Linked DNA regions of Triticum aestivum: region 2 is linked to region 1. Evidence: chromatin contacts called from public Hi-C data. All regions are on one chromosome and are shown on one strand. The core of a region is the stretch at or near the end of the contact, and the rest is flanking DNA. Distances in the headings are between cores, read along the strand shown.

Region 1 (6,938 bases), core at 2,160-4,659:
TGAATTCATGAGGTCACACGATATTAGCAGAACTGGTTCATGTACCAATTCTGGCCTATTCGGTTTAGAGGATTTTCATAGAAAACATATAGGAACAAGGATCCCGGAGGAAAATTTTCTGTAGATGTGTTCGGTTTGTAAGAAATGTGTATAGGAATTTCATAGGAATACTGTTCATTTCCTGTGTTTTTGGAGGAAATTGCACATCCACTCAAAGCTCATTTTACGCGTAGGAACGAGGCGAGTCAATTCTTTAGGATGGAAGTGTCATCCTATAAAATTCCTATACTAGTCCTAATTCCTACGTTATGAAATCCTCCAAACCGAATAAGCCCACATATTGACCAAAGTATCCTACTCCCTCCGTTCCTAAATATAAGGCCTCCTTTGGTTTAGAGGAATTTCATAGGAATTCTAGAGGATAGGATTCTTATAGGATTTTTTCCTTTAGAGCCCTTTGGTTCATAGGAATGGATTCCTATTCCTACATAGGATTGGTTCCTATCCTCCACATTTCATAGGAAAATAAAAAAGAGCCTAGACTCAATGGAAAAATTCCTTTGGTGTCAACCAAATGACATCTTGTTTCCTATTCCTACTCATAGGATTTGAGATACATGTCATCTCATTTCCTACAAGATTCCTATTCCTATGATAATCCTATCCTATGAACCAAAAGAGGCCTAAGTTTTTTTAGACATCTCCACTGGACTACAACATACGGATGTATGTAGACATGTTTTAAAGTGTAGATTCATTCACTTTGCTCCATATGTAGTCACTTGTTGAAATCTCTAGAAAGACTTATATTCGGGAACGGAGGGAGTACAAACTAACAAGTGTATCCTCATTAATATTTGCGGTTGTAAATTTATGGATCTGGACTGCCCATCCGTTTGCTCTTTCTAGGATTGCATTCACCCTTGTCATCTTTGTATGGTTTAGGGTCATTGCTTGAAACGACAACACGTTTCCCATGGATCCAATATTGATCTTTTCCTGAAATATTCCTTTTCTGAAATTTAACCTTGAGGGGTCCATTTCCACTTCCCCTTTTGTACCTATAAATTGGATCTTCACCTCGCCATTCTTAAATGAAACCGGCCCGAACACTCCCGGCGAGGGGATGTCGTCGCCCTTGGGGAGGACCACATAGGCCCTATACACGCCGTCGAGCTGAGCAGTACCGGTGTGCACCTCGTCAAAGAGGCGCTGGAGGAGAGAAACATAAAAAAACATGGACCAACTAAGAGTCAGCTATATTGACAAACTTGATAATAAAATACAGTAGCCTTTAACAGCATTCGCCTATCTTTGCTAAAGGAAGAAAAACATGACGACCTCGGCACTGTAAGAGGCTAAGAGCAGAATGTGCCCTGTTTATGTGTCAAGTATTCAGCATGACTGACTTTTGCAACTGTTCAACACTTGGTTTCTAATTTTGGGAGCACCTCTCTATACATCTCCATCTCTGTACACTAAGAACGCACTGGTCTTGCAGTATCTCGACGCTAGCTCCTTCCCTTCAGAGGTTGGTGGCGTGAAAGCACACTGTGCGATCCCCAACATGCCGCCTTCACAGAAGCTTTTCCTGCAGGAGATCAACGGAAGCAACGTCGTCAGGAAAGGGGAGGCAAGCTCGATAAACCAGCGATCTATCTTTGCAGGGTGATATCAGTCACAGCTAGTCTAGCAAGAATGAATGCAATCTGGTGAAAATTTGACACATCATGCTATCATGTCCCCTTGTTAAGGAGAATGGTGCATGTTTGACAGTGATGAGTTTTCAAGGCATGAGGAAGCTGCACGGAAAGGGCCTAGAGAAAATACCGTGCTGCATCCACTAGCTGCGATGCTATTCCCTTTCTTCTGTGTGATGGCACCACCCAGATTGCCCGGAATCCGCATAGCGCGGGCACAGCTTCTTCTTCGCAGACTATGGCGCCAGGGCCCTGGCACTCTTCTTTGCTCTTGTCGGGGTGATTATGCCGCCGCAAGACTTCCCTCTTGAAGCTTATTTTCCCAAACTCCAATGTATGGTTTGCCTGTGCTGATTCAGTTTTACTGTCCGGCAAATTGCTTCGGTTTTCCGATGCAGAGCTTGGAATAACTTTGTGTGCTGCTTTTATCTGTTCGGCAACTAGACATCCCGCTATCCTCCCACCAGATACAAACAGATACACCTATGCAACAGAGATGTTCTTTCTTCAGTAACACAGCATATTGCATTTATGCTGTTATATCTTATATACACGGGAATTACGACTGTGACTTACTACCTTGCAGAGCTTATGAAGGAGCTGGCCTTCACCAAACCCCAGCTCCTTCTCCACCACTTTGATCACCTCCTGAACCTGAAATGTGTACATGATGTTAAATGGTTTGCATCCTAAATCTCAACATCTGTGCAATTTGCATCTGGGTTTCTAATGTCAAAATGTGGACTGGTTGTGAAGTGGTTCAGGCTTTCAGCAGTAAGCACGGACGCATGCACACAGATTACAGCTATCAGCAAACTTACAGTCTGAATTTCTTCAGAAAGGCATGCATCAGAACATAACAAAGCGAGTTTGGCCAATTACCTTGCTGTTCCGTATACAGGAATTTTCACCGCTTGCTAGAATTATCCGGTCACCGCCCTCGGACCTCATAACCACGGTTTCCTTGCGCCAACCCTACATTTCGTCGGTCAGAAACTCTTCACCCATAGAAACACAAGAAACAAGGGTAATGGCACTGCAATTCACAAAAGAACAAGCGGGGCCTAATGAACCTTGAACGGGACGCCCTCGGAGTAGCCCTTGTGGTATGCCCTGTGGACCTTCTCGTCCTCGTCGTTGCCGCGGGCGTACATCATGCCGCAGACCGCGCACATATGGAGGAGGAAATCAGGCTGCCCCAGCTCCAGGTGGAACTGCCCGTAGTTCCTCTTCTTGTTGAGGACCTTGCCGTCGCCGCAGCTCTTGGGCCTCTTCGCCTCCGCCGCTTCGCTGCCCAAAACAATCGACACGGATCAGTCCAAGGGTGAATCTGGAAGGCACCAATTCGGTGCAGAATACTTCCAAGATGCATCAATTGTGAGGCTAGGCTCGGAACCGGCGAGATTTGGTACGAGCAGTGATCGGCTTCAAGCGGGGAAAGAGAAGAAGAACCTGTTCTGATCCGGCCCCGTGGCCTGGCGCTTGAAGAACGTGTTGATCTTGGGCTGCATCTCCTCGCGCTCTCCCCCTTCTTGTTTCCTGCCGGAGTGGGGGGGAGAAGAGGCGACGGCGGCCGGCGGAGACGAGGAAGACGGGATGGGGTGGGGAGAGAAGCGGCGATTGGTGGGGACTTGACAGGGGGGCAAGCGGGCGAATGGACGGTGCTGATGAGAGGATGACGCCGCGAGGGGAGGAGATCGGACGGGCAAGGAATGGGGAGGCCGTCGCGCGGGTTTCTGAGAAGAAGATGTGGGATTCGGGCGCCAAAACAACCGCCGAAAATTCTAGGCCTAGAGTCATTTCCATCGGTAGCCGGAAATGAATGGTCGACCATACTTCGTCTTCAGCTCTCAAATTTGGCTTCCAATTCAAGTGGCATCCCCTAAATTACACCAACACGTGAGATCCAACAATGAGTGCGTGGTTGTTTCTATCTCTCTCCATCCGCGTCATCATTCCACCGTCATTCACAAAATCGATGAGGTGGGAGAGCCATTTCTAGACTAGGGTGGAGGCGCTCTGAGGCAAGAGGTGTCGACACTGGAGCGGAGACATCTTATGGGATGACACGGTGACGATGTAGGGCTTCTAGAGTTTGTGGAGGACGTGAGCGGTGACGATGTAGAGCTTCTAGAGTTTGTGGAGGATGCGATGACAAGGAGGGGCGAAGGAGCGCCGTGGAGGAGCCGAGGGCAAGTCAATGTGGAGCTGGGGATGGTGTGCTGATGCGTGGTGGTGTGACTTGACAGACGAGTTTGGGCACGGGCGGAGCCAGGATTTGGGTATAGGGGGGCCAAGCTAAGTAGATAAAAAAAATCCAGTGCAAAAGATAATTCTAGAGAACAAGGTTGAGACCTTGCACATAAGCCTTAATAACAATTTCAGTACAAGAATTTGAAGCAACTGGCTTAGAAGATAAATTAATCTTAATGATGTTTGGTAGCATTTTTCGTCCTTATGGTTGAGGAATTTCAATTTTATAAGTAGCCGACTTAGAAACAAATTAATTGTAATAGTGTTTGACAGCATTTTGCCTCCCCATAGTTGAATTTCAATTTCAGAATTAGCTATATTGTTTGTGTTCTGTGTAAGGTCCTCATAGATTTTTTTTTGAATCACAATAGGAACTCATACAAGATAATTTGCATCACGGTAATTTCTAGGACACATCAAGGGATGATTTCTCCATAGCATATCAAATCGGAAAACAAAACAACTAAAGTCTAATGTATAATTTCAACACTACTACGAGATGAGAACTGAGAGAGATTAGTATAGTGTAGTGTGTTAACATGATCTTGGGGGAAGCAATGAAGTAGGTTGCATCGCTGAGTCGTCGTAGAAATCCGATCGTGAGCGGCAAAGCAGGGAGATCAGAAGCAGATGGGCGACAAAGACGGCAAGGGCACACGACGGCTGCGGTGCCTAATTGTGACGCCCCGAGACTGATGCGCTAGGTGTCCTCCGGTTATTCGCTGTTGTTGCCTTGTCATTCGCTTGCGTGTTGCATCTTGCCATGTCATCATCCGCATTGCATTTGCATGTTTTCGAAACTTGCATTCGTCCGAGTTCCCCCAGTTTCGTCCGTTGTCCGTTCTAAGTCCAGACACACTTGCACGCGCCCGCGGCATGTCTGAAATAGTATTTTATAAGTGGTCGGAAAATGTTCTTGGAATGGGTTGAAAGTTGGCGTGCGGTCTTTTTTTAGTGTAGGTAGACCGCCTGTCAAATTTCATCGCGTTCGGAGTCCATTTGATGCCCTAACGTATAACTATAGCGGCAATATAGCCGGTCTTTTCGTCGGACGTTTTCGATCTCCGGAAACCATGCCGGGCTGCATCTCTCCCCTCTTCTCTCAGACCAACCCTCTCTCCACAGTCCACTACCTACCGCCAGGCCCAACCTAACCCCTCTCGTCAGCCCGCGGCCCTCCTCGCGCGCGCGTCCGAAAAGTTGTCCCGGACCCGACCCGAGCAGTCGTCACCGTTGTGCCCGGATCATCCCCAAACGTCTACAAAACATCACCGTTTTCCTATTTGGACTCCCTAACTATTTTATTCGCGACCGTCCGATTGCGATCGTAGGGACGTGATAGCCCCTACGCAATTCCTACCTGCTATTTATAGCAGATGAAACCCTACCTAAACTAGCCAACCCTAATTTCTAGGGATCCTCCCCTGTCCAATCCCCCCCGCCGCCACTCTCTTTATTTTTAGCGCCGGACCAATCGAGCCAGCCGACAGCCTCCCCCCAACCTCGGGATCCCTCCCGATCCACATCCACCCAACCAGATCGCTGCAGCCATCCACCTGCTCCATCCAATCCATCGATCCCTGCCTCCCCTGTTCGGTCCTCGCTGCATCCGCAGCTCCCCTGCTCCCCTCGCGCTCGGGCACGCAGCCAGCCGAGTGCCCACCTCCAGATCGAGCAGGAGGCTCGATCTCGAGCTTCTCGAACCGCCGGTGACCAGGGCCCTCCCGCCGTGCCCCTTTTACTTCTCCTTTTTTCCTGTAATCCCTTTCTCCCTGTGGTCTCTCACATCGCGATCCCTTTCTCTTCAGGACGAACAGGAAGCCTCCATGGACGCCAAGCCGCCGAGTCACCCAAGCACCTCCTCTGGTTCGTCGCTCAGTCGCCGCCGCGTCCTTGCGCTGCCTCCAGGAACCAAGAGCCTCGCGCTCGTGCGCGAGCATGCACATGAGATTCTACGCCCGCGCTCGTCCCCGTCTTCCTGGCCTCCTCAGCGTCGCTTGCAGCTTTGAGTCCAGCCATGGAAGCCGCCACCGCATGGAGCTCCAAGCCGCCGGCTTGCCTCCACTCTGATCCGGCAGGGAACGGGACCCCGGCGACCTCCCGCGACCAGATCCGGCCTTCCAGACGCCCTGCACCCTCGGGCCACCGCAGGACCTCCTTCCCCCATGCCCAGTTCGCCATCGCCGGCCTCTGCTTCCCCTGCCTCGAGCCACTCCAGCGCAGCGGCCGCGCGTTGACTAGATCGATCGCACGCGCAGTGCTACAGCCGGCCTGCTGCTGGCAAGGCCCAGCCTCCCCTTGGCCCATCTGCGCAAGCCTCTCCACAGTTCCGGGCCTCGCCCCAGGGTGAGCAGCCACACCCCAGCGCCCCACCTTCCTTTCCTGCTGTTGGCCCAGTTCGTGTTTCGGCCCATATCATGTTTTTCCAGCGTCTGTGAATTTGTGTATTTATCCTGAGACTGCAGATTTGCAGAAAAGTCCCTAGACAACATGCATATAATAACTAATTAACCGTGCATCGGATCTAAATAAATTATATATGAAACTTGCTTAGAATTTCATCTAGTTTAATAATATGCAACTTTCATCCATGTTAAAAATGCTTAAACTGTTGTTTGCATTAATTTTCTCCTATGCCATGCTAAAATGATTTATTTCATAACAAAATAATCGTAGCTCCAAACCTAACAAACTTTATATGTAAATGGGGTAGAATTTTGCCTAATTTAACATGGTGGCCTTACTTTGCATGTTTAACAACTCTAAAATTGTGTTTAGGGAAGAACAGTACCAAACCTAATATATGCACATGAGGAGTTTCCGGACTTGTTGTTTTGTTGTTCCGGCCTCATTTAAACTTGCCTAGATAGGTAGTTTTTATTTGCTTCAGCCTCTTGCCATGATTAACAACATTTAACATTGATGGGTACCTAAACGAGAGAGAACTAAATAAGTCCCGTGGTGTTTCGTCAATATGCAACTCAT
Region 2 (6,938 bases), core at 1,253-3,752, 310 kb before region 1:
ATGTCCATTTCCACTTTGCCATGATCGCCGTTAACTGGGACCATCTGCCATGTGCTATACTGATCAAGTGAACATGCGCATGTAGAAATGGTAATTTACTATGTACCAAAGTGAGGCTATAGGTGAATGTGGATGTTACCGCAACTCGATTGGCCTGAAATTAGCAAATGCAGTCATGCAGGGTAAATCTTCAGAGCACAAACTGCTCTGAAGTTTCAGAATTCCACCTATGTACATTTGCACTTCGCCACGTTCACCCTAAATTGGGACCATCAATCATGTGCCATACTGATCATATGCACAAATGTCAAATGGTCAGGTCCCAGTCATAAGCTGGGATTATGTTCACTAAGCTGTCCAGGGCCCCTCTCCCCGTCGTATCTGTATGTATTCATTAGCCAGACCCGCTGATCCTATGTTTCAGCTAGCCATTGCCGCATACGGAACCAGGACCACTCGATCCACCGTACGCTACACGATCTAATCCGTGCGGCATTCAGTGCGGAGTTTATGATGTCCTATGCTCACCACCAAGTACTACTGATCAGAGGGCCAAACCAAATAGGAAAATCATAGTATGTGAGAACTGTAGGAAGGGAAAGCATATGTTGCAGCAAAGTTAATGGGTGCAATGGGGTTTGGGTGGTTGCAATGCTACTTACAAAAGTGACGGCATCTCTCGCGGCGAGAACTATGATGTCGCTGCAAGAAACGGTCGCCGGGCACACGGCTTCGAGCAGCCTCTTGGCCTCGTCGATGACGTTGAACCCGCCGAGCGAGAGGTTCGCCGGGTCGGTCCTCTCCGTGCCGCTGCCCTGGATCAGCACCGACGCGTCGCATCCCTGAGATGGTAAAGGGTTAGAAAGTTGAAACTCATGGTGCATCTGTCGTGTAAGATTTCAGAAACATGTGTGTAAAATGCTGTCCGTTACACATATGCAAGATGTCAAATCTGGTGATGTATTGGCGACCTTTAAACATGTATGATAGCTCAAGTTTTGGGTCTGAATAATGCACCTAACCAGCTCAAATTAGCAAAAGTAGCCTAGACCATTCCAATGAACGAATGTTTTGAACATACATTATGTGTTATTACTAACTAAAGGCCTCAACTGGTCTGGCATAACCATTTGGCCTTGGTCACTATATGGAAAGGGGGAAAGCAAATTCTCTTACTAAAGAGAGGTGAAGGATCATGGTCATGGCAAATATCACAGTTGCTCAAGATAGTAAGAACTGACGAGGCAATGCTCCAATGACATCACAACAAGATGATTTTCCGGAAGATAATTTGATTGATTGAGGCCTAGATCTAGAACATGGACATGTGAAATTAAATCAAAATAAGAATCTATGAGGAGAATACACACATTTGTCACCATTTGTTTGCATGTAGTGAGCTCCAATGCATGGTTGCAGTGCTAGTAGAACACATCTCCCAAATGCAAGACGAGTAACAATATATTATTATTTCGAATCCATACCTCTACGAAGCAGTCGTGGAAGACCATCCTGAGAAGCTTGCCGGGGATGCTGGGGTCCAAGGTGGAGGCCGACCTGACGACATCGTTCACTGCCAGCTCCACGCTCGGGCAGGAGGCGGCGTAGAAGTTGGGCGACAGAGCCAATGAAGGCGTCGGCGGGGATGAGTTCGTCGGAGACGGAGGAGCAGATGGTTTCTGTGGTGGTGGAGTGGTCGTAGGAGGAGACGGCTTCTGAGCCGGCGCTGGGGCCACAGGTGACGGCTTCGGTGCTGACGGCGCCGGGGGTGGAGGTGACGGCTTTGGAAGCGGTGGCGCTGGTGGTGGTGGGGACGCCGAAGGTGGTGACGGCGGCTTTGGGGCCTGCGCCGGCGCACGTGGAGCGGGCGGCTTTGGAACCAGTGATGCCGAGGGTGCAGCTGGAGACGATGGCTTTGGCGCCTGCGCTGGCGCGCGCGGAGTCGGCGGCTTCGGCACCGGCGAGGCCGAAGGGCTAGGTGTCTGCTTCGGCGCCGGCGACGCGGCAGGGGCCTTGGGCGCCGGCACGGCAGGAGACGACGGCCGTGGAGCCGCCCGCAGCGCCGCGGGAAGAGACGGTGCTGGCTTGGGTGCCCGCGCCGGGGACGGCGACTGCGCGGAGGCGACCGCCAGCAGCGCCGACAGGAGCAGCGCCGAGCATACGACGCCCCATTGCCGCCTCCGACCCCGATCCATCACGGAGGCACTAGATAAGCTCGTGAGCTAGCCCTGCTTCCGGGCGAGTACACACGGATTTATCACCGCCCGGCGGCAGCAGCGGGCGGCGGTGGGAACCAGCTAGCTAGCGAGAGAGAGGACGCGCGCTAGCAAGGAAACAATGCTGCTGGCCGGGAAGGAGAATCTGTCTATCGTGAGTTCGTGACACGCCCAAAGCTTGCAGCGCGTTGGCACTGTTTTGGCGGCGAGCACGGGGGCGGCACGCAGCGGCTGTGTGCTACCGGACGCGTCGCCCCGTTCCTGTATGAGCCAGCTGCTGCAAGAGCAACTCCAACCGGACGACTAATTTCGTCCACCCATATTCATTTAAATCATCGCGGATCAAAACACCGGTCCAACATGTCGATTCAAACCAAAAACGCATCCGTTTCATGTCCGCGTCGACCCATTTCAGGCTCAAATTTAAACTGAAATGCATTGGCGCGTCTCCTCGGTGTTCGCCACAGCTCCACATGTCGGTCGGCTGACGACCGAACGCAGTCATATTAATAGCGGTCATCGACCCTTGGCCCATGCACCAGCCAATGAAAGCGTCATGAGATAATCCACGCGTGCTTCTTCGCCGGTGACAACCAAACTCTAGCAATGGGTTTCTTCAACGGCTTCGGCAAAAGCAAGGGGAAGTTTGCCCCCGACGCTTCGTCCTCCCGCGCTCTTCCTCCTTCGTCGTCGCTAACGCGTGCTTGCCTCGTGAGGCAGCGACTGCAAATTTCTATGCACCAAGCACGATGGCAATGGAAGTTCAGGTAGTAGTTGTCGTACCCGGACATGATGTTGCCGCGCGATTGGCATCTCGATCCGCAGTGGACGCACGCCGAGGAGATGCGTAAGTGCCGGTCGTTGCTCACGCCGAAGCAGCGACTGATGCCGGAGTACGCGCCAGACTCTTCCCATTGGGAGGTCGGGTTTGCCCTCGAGAACAAGGAGCAACATGGCCTCGACGTGCATCACGACCACACAAACCCCCCGCCTCCCCTTAGTCGTCAAGCCGAAGGAGGAGGGGGCTGCCTACCAGGCGGCGCTGGCGACGGCCGTGAAGACCTCCATCGAGGACGAGTGGCTCAAGGCAGAGGCGGAGGAGGCGGACTACCAGGCAAGGTTGGCGGAGGCCCTCGCCCTCTTTGCAGCCGGCGACTACGTGGTGCCGCCGTTCACCCCCCTGACGCCTAAGACCGGAGGAGGCAGCCCTGGCGGCCTATCAAACCGTGTTCGGTTGGGCTGGGTTGCCTCCCGTCTTTATCGACCTCATACTGACGAAGACGGCAAGAGCAAGGGCAGGACGGACGACTAAGGCAGCTTACGGGCAGTGTTTTATGTTTAAGAGGACTTTGGCCAGTGGTTGACCGGCCAGTTATGTTTAATTATATTTTTTTAACTTTATTTCGGTCACGTGGGCTAAAATACATATGCCTCCTGTTAGATGCACCTACCGACTCAAATAAAATGTCTCTTTATCAATCTAAACGGATAGAAAGCGGACAAAGCACATTTGTTTGGTTCGCCCGGCCAGCGCTACACGCTTACATTAGACTGTGTACGCCGGTGCCCATGAACATACCCGAACGCGTCCGCAGACATTTGAAAGATGTCTGGTCAGTGCTCGTGGACAACCTGAACGCGGACGTTTGAGGGGCTAGATTTGCCAAGTCTGATTGTAGACGCTCTTAAACTGTGTACGCCAGCTTGCGACACGCCGCATACGGCCATGTTCGGGTGCCCGCTTAATCCCGTCTCGCCGTACCCTTACAAGCCATCATCTCCTTTCATCATGATCTCATTTAATTAAGCCACTGGATGGATGTTTTCTCTGCTGTCCGCCCTCCTCGTCCCCCCGCCCGCCGTGAGCCGGTGCCGGAATGAATGCCCTCACGTCACGTACGCCGCGCGGCTCTGCCGTTGCCAGTTGCCACCCCTCTCTCTTCGCACATTATCGTCTCAACTGTAACCTTTTCACCGCATAATAGTTTGCTCTCTGCTCGGCATGTAGGGGTGGGGGTGATTGGTGTGCCGTAGTAACTGGGGAGCCATTGATGCCGGCATTTACTTGCGTGCAGCTGTTGGTTGGGGAGGAGGAAGAGAGGTCGGCCGGCGGTGGCATTCCCATCTGCAAATGCAAATGCAAATGCATGCAGGCTCTGGGCCCCCGGGCAGAGACTTTTTGGGCGGGCGCCATCCCATCGCCGATTCCGGGCTTTCAAACTCGCTGCGTGCCCAAGGACTCGTAGGTGGGTAGTACTGGAGCCGATGGTCGGCAACGGATGGCCCGGCGTGTCAGCGTTTTATTACAGCTCCGCCGGCCAACCACCGGGGCAGGTTTTCCTGCCCGGGCCTGTGCATTTGGCGGCCTGGAAAACCGGTCGCATTCACATGCCTCTCAAAGAAAACTGTGGTGTGGTAGAGTACGTTGGACTGGCTCGCGACGGCGACCGAGACGACACACACGCACGCGCGATTCGATGGAAAAAACGTGTAGCGCTGAGCTGTTGTGCATTGTGCCGTGCTATGCTGCCGCGGGCGGCAGCTGCCTGCAAGCCTGCAGGCGTTCTGATCCGGGCAAAGACGCGTGGCCGGCAAAAGCTAGCGGACAAGACGAGCGGTGAATCCCTCACCTCGAGACGTCCAGGGGCGTCTTGTCTGGAGATCAAATGAAATGAAATGTTTTGCCTCTATTTGGTTCATGGGAATTGCGGAATTATCATCCATATGCATGCGACGTATTCCTTCGGTTTCTAAATATAGGTTTTTCTAGAGATTTTAACAGATGACTACATACAAAGTAAAATGAATGAATCTAGTAGGCTTTAAAATATGTCTGTATACATCTGTATGTGCGGTAGTTCAAAGACTTATAGTATCTTGAAACGGAGGGAGTCCATATGTAAAGTGAATAGATGCAGGAGTGAGAGCAACTCCAAAGGGCCGACCCATTTTGTTCGCCTGCGTCCGTTGGATCGGTGTGGACAAAAGTGGCGGCCCAACGCGCCGACCCAAACCCAAATCATATCCGCGTCGCTTCCGCGCCGACGCATTTGCGGCCCAAATTTGCGCCCCAAATGCGTCGGCGCGGACGCCGAACGGACGCTTCGCGCGCCTTCTTGCTGTCCGCCGCGTCCCCACATGGCGGCCGTCCAACTACCCGCTGCCCACGCGGTCAGCTTAATTTATAACGACGGGCCCACGCGTCAGCGACGACGCTCGTTCTTTTTTAAGCCGCCCGTGCGGCGGGGCCGTTCTCATCCAAACTCGCCGTCCCCATCTGCCCACCCTTGCTCCCTCGTCGCCGGCAAACCCTAGCCACCGCAACCACAGTGACGACGGGCCTCTTCTCCGGCGCCAGCGGCAGCAAGGCCAAGGGCAAGTTCCCCGCCACCCCTTTCACCTCCGAAATTCTCCCACCTCCGTCGGCGCCTCGACGGCAGAGGCAGCGCGTCAACGTGCCAGTGCATCAGGCGGAGTGGCACTGGCAGAACCGCCAGCCGCTGCCATATCCTGACGTGACGCTGCCGCACGACTGGCATCTGGATCCAGATAGGATCCCAGTGCTGGCGGCGCCGCGGTCGGCTCGTGCTCACGCGGAGGACGTGCGGCGCTGGCGGGCGCTGCTGACGGCGGAGCAGCGCCGCGACTCCGCCTACGCAACTGACTCGGCCCACTGGGCGAGGTGGTTCACCTTCGAGCACGAGGAGGCGAGGCGCCGGGGCGTGCACGAGGTCGATCGGAGGCCAACACCGCTGGTCGTCCGCGAGGAGGACCAGGCGGCGGAGGACGCCTACCAGGCGGCCCTTGCGGCCGTCTACCGTGAGAGCGAAGAGGACGAACGGCGCAAAGCGGAGGCGGAAGAGGAGGCCTGCTACGAGGCGGCAATGGCGCAGGCCCTTGCCCTCTCCGCGGCGGGTGACATTGTGGTGCCGCCGGTGGCCCCGCCGTCCCCCATCAAGCCGGAGCCGGAGCCGGAGCCGGAGCCCGAGCCCATCGCGCGCTTCTCCTGGAATGGAGTGGTGCGCGAGTGGGTGTCCGCGCCACCGGTCTGGCTGGGGGCGACGCCGGCGCAGGAGCAGGCCTACCTCGAGATGTGGCGCCAACGCCAGCTGGCAGAGGAGCGCCGGCAAGGCGAGTACGAGGAGATACTCGAGCGCGACCTCGAGGAGGAGGCGCGCGAGACCGAGGAGGAGGCGCGCTGGGCCGCGGCTGCACAGGCGGCCGCACAGCCCCCGCTCCGGCACTGCCTGCGCCGGCACAGCCCGACATGGCAGCGCTCTGGAAAACGGCGTTCGCCTAGGCCGGGCCGGCGCCGACGCTCATCGACCTCACGGACCCCGAGGACGACGACGACGACGCCTAGGACAGCGCGCCACCTCGTAGTTTAGGCTGTTTTTATTTTTTTAATGCAAATGTGGAAGCGTGGACTCTCGCCGGCCTTCGTGGCCGGCTTTAATGTTTAATTAATGCAGTTTCTCTTTTTTTTAAATATGCATGCGTTTATTTTTTTGGCGCCGTCTAAATGGGTCGCAGGCCAGCGTTGGACGCAGGTGCCGACCCAAATGCGGAAGCGGGCATCTGTGTCCATCTGACCGACCCAAATGAACAAAAAACGGATGAAATCGATGTTCGTTTGGGTCGGCCCGTTGGAGTTGCTCTAATAACTCTTTTCATTAGAGAATGTATGACAAAAATGCGTACTGTACTCCCCTACTGAAATTC

The links. Hi-C and Micro-C count contacts between places; a contact is called where the count stands out from the background.
Region 2: a contact with region 1 is called in a Hi-C map of leaf, with 3 times the contacts expected there. The contact joins the promoter of LOC123189671 here to the promoter of LOC123185672 in region 1. A contact is called at or near these places in 3 of 5 Hi-C or Micro-C datasets (leaf and an unstated tissue).

Annotation. Positions count from the first base shown.
Region 1 is chr2A:601,568,681-601,575,618 of IWGSC CS RefSeq v2.1, reverse strand. LOC123185672 (protein CHROMOSOME TRANSMISSION FIDELITY 7) reads right to left here and starts at 3,409. Exons shown (of 6, transcript XM_044597514.1): 1 at 3,153-3,409; 2 at 2,774-2,990; 3 at 2,583-2,675; 4 at 2,280-2,354; 5 at 1,831-2,183; 6 at 1,239-1,591. The coding sequence starts at 3,211. The coding sequence ends at 1,456.
Region 2 is chr2A:601,873,309-601,880,246 of IWGSC CS RefSeq v2.1, reverse strand. LOC123189671 (peroxidase 46) reads right to left here and starts at 2,502. Exons shown (of 4, transcript XM_044602139.1): 1 at 1,485-2,502; 2 at 663-842. The coding sequence starts at 2,195.